Linked DNA regions of Nothobranchius furzeri: region 1 is linked to region 2. The links are chromatin contacts, called in public Micro-C maps. All regions are on one chromosome and are shown on one strand. The core of a region is the stretch at or near the end of the contact, and the rest is flanking DNA. Distances in the headings are between cores, read along the strand shown. Region 1 holds the start of plcl5 (phospholipase C like 5). Region 2 overlaps plcl5 (phospholipase C like 5).

Region 1 (3,178 bases), core at 345-2,844, 100 kb before region 2:
AACTTCTCATTAGGTGACTGCAGGGTATCAGACACAGCAGCTAACAGGACATCATTAGGCTCCTTAAACCTGTATTTCTTGGTTTTAAAGGTGACCAGGGCTTGGCACCACCAGACTGAGCTCCTCCTTCATCACACTCCTGCCAGGTCTCAGATCAGCCAGCCTTGGACATTCTCAGTCCAGATCCCAGCTCAGAGCGGAGGCGGACGATCAAACTATCAATCTTTTCAAATCATTGTTTTCACCAGCTTTTAGTTAGCGATAAACAGGGTTTCTTGGTTTAGTCGTAAAGCTTCACTTTTTATTCTTTTATATTATTTTTTATCTGGCATTTTATTGCAACTGATATCTTTAGGGTTTTTACTGTTTCTTTTTTAAGTTTGCTCAGGAGTTTGGTCCACTAATGTGTTAAATGTGCTGTTAAAACTTGGTGGATTACTAGAAATGTACAATCAGCTGCTGAAAGTTGAAAAAGAAGAGACCAGTGTTGGCTCTATTTATAATCCTAAAAAGGTTACTGAAATGTTCAGAAAACAAACACAAGTCTTCTCCCACATGTAAAAATTTTAAGTCATGAAATCTGTCATTTTTGTGCTGGTTTTCTTTATTCTAAGTCCTATCTGGCTCTGAGGTCTGTAGTTCAGCTGTTAAATTTTTTTTTATTCTCTCCCCCCCCCCCCCCCCCCCAATTTACTTAATGAGCTTTTTTTTTTACCACCAAACCATGACATTGCACTTTATGATACATTTTTGATGCAAATAATAATAATAATAATAATAATAATAATAATAATAAGAAGAAGACGAAGAATAAACTGAACACACAAACACACATTTATCCCATTATTATTATTATTATTATTATTATTATTATTATTATTATTATTATCATCGTCATTATTAATATTATTATTATTATTAGTAGTAGTATTAGAAATTGGTAACAGAAATAGAAAATTGGGATCAAAGTAAAATACTCGTTTGTATGAAATCCACCCAGTGTTAGTCATGATACACACTTAAAAACGCGTTTTTAAATAAACAATTTTGCCAACGTTGGGAATTTACGAGCGCCCTCTTGTGGAAAACACGCAGAGTTTGCGTCAAAGCGTCAGACTTTATTACAAAAAGAACTTTATGTTTTGCAAATGCTTCAGATAGAGTGATCAATTATTGAAACAGCTGCATTATTCGATTGGGTTGCGTGCGCATGCCAGTACCAAAGCGTAAATGCGCGCGCAGCAGCTGGCTTTTTTTTATTTTTTTTATTGTGGCATTCTTGCACGCGCCTCCATGAGCACGCGTCCGTCCGGCGTGCGCTTGTTGCGATTGCGCTTTCGCAGTCTTGAATTTGTCCCGTGGATGCTCCTGAGAAGGGGAAGCTCTCTGATTTCTGCAAGCGCTGCAAAAGTGTTGGAGGGCGCGAGACGACGCACGCGGCGGAGCCGACGGGAGCGGACTTGCTGAGAGAATCCTATTTTGGAGGAGAGTGGGACGAAAGTGCGAGCTGACGAACGACAGAAACAAGGACGACAGCGGGAATCCTGCAGCAGAAATCTGTTTTCCAGTGTTTTGGAGCGCATGCCCCCCGGAGGAGCTTGTTGTCTGAACTGTTGAGTCCGACCAGACCGGCTCCAGACGCCGCTGAGCGCACCAGCCGCTCCGGACATCAGCTGATCGAAGCGTGATTTAAGATCATAATAACGGTAATAAATACATATAATGGGCTGTTTTTCTTCTGACGGGGACAGCACATTGCTCTAACTCTGGCGGATCATGTCGGGGGTTCACGCTTCAGAGACCGTCTCGGGACATTTCTTGGACCCTGCCATCAGCGCACCAACAGCCCAGGGCGCGACCAACCTAACGGGGATCACCGGAGATGGGGCCGCGGTGCCTCCCACCGCTACCCGGACCTACTTGGAGGTGTCGAGCGCTGCTCAGTGCTTCGGGGCTGAGGAGGTGTTCACCAACGGACGGTACCGGGAGCACGGCAGTCCACGGATCGGGAGCGGCAGTCGTGATAATTCCGCGGAGAGGATTCAGGGATCTGGAAACGCACCTTGCGGCATCATGAAGGTTGGTGATTGAAAGGCTTCCCTCTTCTCTTGTTGTCAGTGGTTTTCAAGGTGAGACAAGGGTAATCTAATAAACGAGCAACGTTTCACCTTTCTACATGAACGTCAGGGTCCCCGGAGGACAAAGGGACATCAAATCCGAGTTCAGCAACTCTCTCAGGAAGTTTAGCTCAGCGTTACACAGAGGAAAGCCCAAATACTGACGAACATCTCAATTAGTGACAAATAACTGTCCACACTTTAGTCATAGGGGATCCTGCTCTGTGAATTTGAAGGATCTACTGTAGTGATAAAGAAGAGCACCAGAGGATGTTGCATCTTAGCCAATAAAGCTGAGTCTGCAGGGGGTTAGCTCAAGCATAACCATGAAGTAAGCTCAATAAAGGAGCTGTTTGGTTACAATAATGGATTTTAAAAAGATTCATAAAAAGATGCTGAACATTCTTTCCCGTCTTGGAACTTTTGTGAGTCTGGAACAGGCCGTTCTGTTTTTAGCTCTGTCTGTAATGATGCTGTGATGATCATATTTTCAATGACAGCTCGGCCCTAATTAGTGCTTTCATCATTACTGGAGGTTAATTAACTGGTCTTCCACAAACCAGCACAGGCTACACAGAGGTTCCTTTTCCCAACATGTCCCAACTTGCGTTATGTCCCAACTCAGCATCAGATACACCATTAGAGGGTCAAACCAGTGAAGCAAAAATAAAAAAGCCTGACCCTTTTGGAAAATAAACCATCTTGAGGTCAGAAACCTGTAGCTCCTTGTCTAATGTTTTATTCTGCTTTCCAGATTGAAAACAAATCTTCAGCCATTCAATCTGAAGTCAGTATGTGAGCATCCAGAATGATGCTGGCTTCACTTACAGATTTGAAGTATGGAATCTGTGCAAAGATTATGAAATATTAACATTTTACCTGTTGTAGGTGTTAGAATGGCCTCAGTTTGGATGCACCCTGATCTAACTGAGCAAACCAGTCACCAGATTAGTGGCGATATCTCTTAAACTGTTCTAATCTCCTTTGTGTGAGCACATTTTTATTACAACTAGCTGCAAAAGGCGTGCAGCTAGTTTCAGATGCAAATACCTACATAATGA
Region 2 (3,600 bases), core at 460-2,959:
ACTTCATTTGACTAATTGGAGGATCAACATTCTTAATCAGCACTTTTGGAGATTCTGAACAGATTATTAAACTGTTGAGGTACTTAAAAGTAGAATAAACAAGTACATTAAAACAACTTAAGTCATATTTATTTAATTTTGTTTTATTTTATTTTGATTGCTATAAATCATCTGAAGACTCCTGCAGTCGGACGCCAAATTTAGGGCCCATGCTACCAATATACCGACAGTCATCACCAACAGTCTACCTGAAGTTGACAGGACACTATAATGGTAATAGAAACAACTCAGGCAGGAACAAGACCCAGCTGGACTTTTTAAAAAGCTCAGTAAAGTCCTGTTACATCACTTCCAGCACCAGCAGCCTCCCCCGCTGTTACACAGCTGTATGCCTTTGTGAGCGTGTCCTTGACGTAAATGATGAAGGTGAATCTGATGTGTTTGGATAAAGAACTACATCATTCCCTTTTAAGATAATAGTCGTGCATGTTTATTCAGTGTCTAAAATCTGAAAAATATCCAAAGCAGCTGTACTAAACCTCTGTTAGTAATGCAGCAACCATTTGACTCTTTACATGATGGACACCCAGATCAGCTCGTTTCCTCCCACACACATCACTCCCTAACTCATCCAACTCCTCTCATCCCTGTTTTGTCTTCCAAAGCACAAACTTCCTTCTTTCGCCGTTTCCTGATCCTCATTCATTCAATAAGCCATGCTCTCACCAGAAAGGCATCTTGGCATTCACATAACTCCACCTCCTCCTCCTTCATCTGTGATCTCTGCATCATGCTGAAAATTTGGTGAGAGCTCTGTGCCTCTTTGCCAGGCCTGGAGCTTATGCCCAGTTATTTCACCTGTCAACCTCTCCAGATTCTCAGCAGGCTGGGGCGCGCTAGCAGACAGAGGCAGGGATGGTCAAACATGGTGAGCTGAGAGGGAAGATAAGGCGGAGAACTGCCCTCCTTTTCTGTCTCCATATCCCAAAATTCCACTTCCACGGTGCTTTGACAGTGAGAGGAAGATCAGATCTGTCGCTGTGAATGATGCTTCCTGCACACCAGACCTCTCTGCCTGAAGGAAAGCAGACATAAAAGGAAGATTTGTGGCAGAACCTTTTAAAACCTCAAAGAAATGACGCATCTTGCCCAAATCACTCAGAATTGTTTTTGCACTGTGATTAAAATTTTCCGAGGCATTAATATTTAATCATCTTTCTGCTAAAATAGTTCAGATTGTTAATGGGTTCTATAACAATTCTGACCTCCTTTAATTTAATCAGATATTTTCTTGACATTTTCTGTTTTCATTTAGAGGATATCAGATCAAAGTCACTGTTAATGGTGTTTTAGGTGGAGATGAGACGTGTTAAAACTGTTATCTGCACTATAAACTTAAGATTATTCACCACAGATTTGGTTTATTCCTGAATAAACACAACAAACAATGAGATAGAATCCACGGAAGGCATTGTGCCGGGTTAGAAAACCTCCTTTGCCTTGGTTTAACCCCCTCTGGAGAGGGCTTGGCCTGTAGGAGTGAATGCAGTTTGGTTTTTGCAGCACAGGACCAGCTTTTCGCTTTCTTATTTTTATGCCTGGTGAGTCATGACTTACGTAATTTCAGCTTTTTCTCTCTCAAACATATGACTTATTCATGCAGCCGCTTGTGTGTGCTGGATCACCTTGGCTAAAAGGCCACTTCCAGCGCATTACAGTTACCTGGGAGTAGGGCATGAGTCAATAGGTGCAGGTTAACACCTTTATTCTTCCTGGAATATGTCAGACTGCTGTGTGCCAAGAACATCATCCCTTTCATCATTTACCCTTGGATGGGATGCACAACAAGTGAGCCTGTGCGGTTTCACAGGGACGCTAGTCCAGCAGGCTGCTGAGGCAGAACCATAACGCCCTCCCCTTTCTAGTAAACATGGAGTCCAAACAAATAGAATAAATCATTTAAATATTGTAAATAAAAAATATGAAAGTAAATTGTTTTCCACTCCCCTTTACGCTGCACCTCTTTAATACAGAACACTTTCATGTGGCAGACGGCAGGCAGTGCTAACACAGGATGTCTGCTCCGACCACTTCCTCCACATATGACTGGGATTCACGTCTGGAGTACTCAAATAAAGAGCAGAGCATAGTGTAACATTATCACCATATGACAGCACAGCTCACCAGCAGAGGAGCTGTGTACAGGACTGGCAGGCTTCCAAAACCACCATGTTGACTTAATACTGCCTCCTGCTGTATGGGATTAGTTATTACATTTAAATAATATTATTTAAATGGGTCCGTGTTTAGTAACATTGCTTACAAAACAATTAATACAATTTTTTTTTTTTTTGCTTTCAGGAGTGTAAACCATGAATGGACCATAACAAAACCAGTAATTTCAAAAGCAATTACATAAATAACATTCGTGGCCATGCTTTGATAATCACATACATTAGCTGTCACGACGTGTGCCGCCTTATTTTGGGCGATGACAGGTTATTTTTTATCCCAGATTGTTCTGAGGAAGAATCAGATGAATTGCATTTAGTTTCAACGCTCATCTTTGTCAAAAACATGATCCCGTTTTCTCTGTTTAACCCTAACGCCCCCCAATTGGGGGCCTCTACAGTTTTATGTCCCAAACATCTACAACTGTCCACATTCTCCAAACACAACTAAAGCCACAATCAAACAGCCCAGATGGGAAACCAGGCCATTTTAGATTGTAATAACTTAAGATACAATGATGTGTGAACTTTATTTTAGAAGAGCATCTGACCGTCACTGGTGTCTGCTGGGAAAAAAAAGCCTTGAACAAATTTTGTTGAGGACCCCTGGAATAAATAAAACAATTGACTACATTTCCTAAATGGAATTTGAACTCACAACCTCCATCCTGTCAGCATTTTCACACACGGCTGCTCTTCTAAAATAAAGTTCAAGTATTGTTTTATCTTAATGTATCAAAAACCAGAAATTGCTTTGTTTACAGTCTAAACTGTTTTGATTGTAGCTGTAGCCGTGCTCGGGGAATGCAAACAATCACTGACACTTGGGACACGAAACTCCAAAGGCCCCTGATTGGGAGGCGCCAGGGCCCAAAGAAAAAAGGCCTAGGGCCTAAAGGGTTTAGGACACTACCGGGGTCAGCTCCTAAAACGTATCCAGCTGTGGGATCTGGCTACAGCATGATCTCAGGAATGGCAGCAGCAGCAAAGCCACAGACTGCTTTAGGTGGGCCAAAGAAATGTCATTGAAGATAAGTTTATTTGTCAATACCAGTTCAATACCAGTTTTGCTTCAATATTTATGTCTATATGCGTCAGAATTAGTTATTTTAAATTTTCTTTTTCATTCATTTGATGACAATTTGAAATGACACCCCTCAAATATAAAACAAATTTACAAACGATTTCTTTAAGAAAGCCATTTGGGCCAGGGCCCAGCCACAGCCATGCCCATGGTCAGCAGGCAGGGGAGAGCGTATTTGCGCCACGATGAGAAGACTTTTGGGGAACCTTGTGCCTTTCGCAGAGGTCTTGAAAGAGAAGAGAAGGTAATGCGTTCATGTAATTGTCATTAAATGACCCGCACTTG

Evidence for each region. A called contact is a pair of places that touch in the nucleus more often than the background predicts.
Region 1: a Micro-C map of tail fin shows a contact between it and region 2, with 9 times the contacts expected there. The contact joins the promoter of plcl5 here to the enhancer-like site in region 2. A contact is called at or near these places in 2 of 2 Hi-C or Micro-C datasets (skeletal muscle and tail fin).

What each region holds. Positions count from the first base shown.
Region 1 is chr5:6,704,318-6,707,495 of NfurGRZ-RIMD1, reverse strand. plcl5 (phospholipase C like 5) reads left to right here and starts at 1,594. Exons shown (of 6, transcript XM_015948648.3): 1 at 1,594-2,079. The coding sequence starts at 1,777.
Region 2 is chr5:6,601,285-6,604,884 of NfurGRZ-RIMD1, reverse strand. The region is part of intron 5 of plcl5 (phospholipase C like 5); the gene reads left to right. Among protein-coding and RNA genes, the nearest start is that of hcrt, 30 kb to the right of the region's middle. Within about 2 kb of position 1,709, at least 1 of the 3 cell types and tissues checked has an H3K27ac peak or open chromatin away from gene starts, as enhancers often do. A contact at or near this core is called in tail fin, where this site is marked.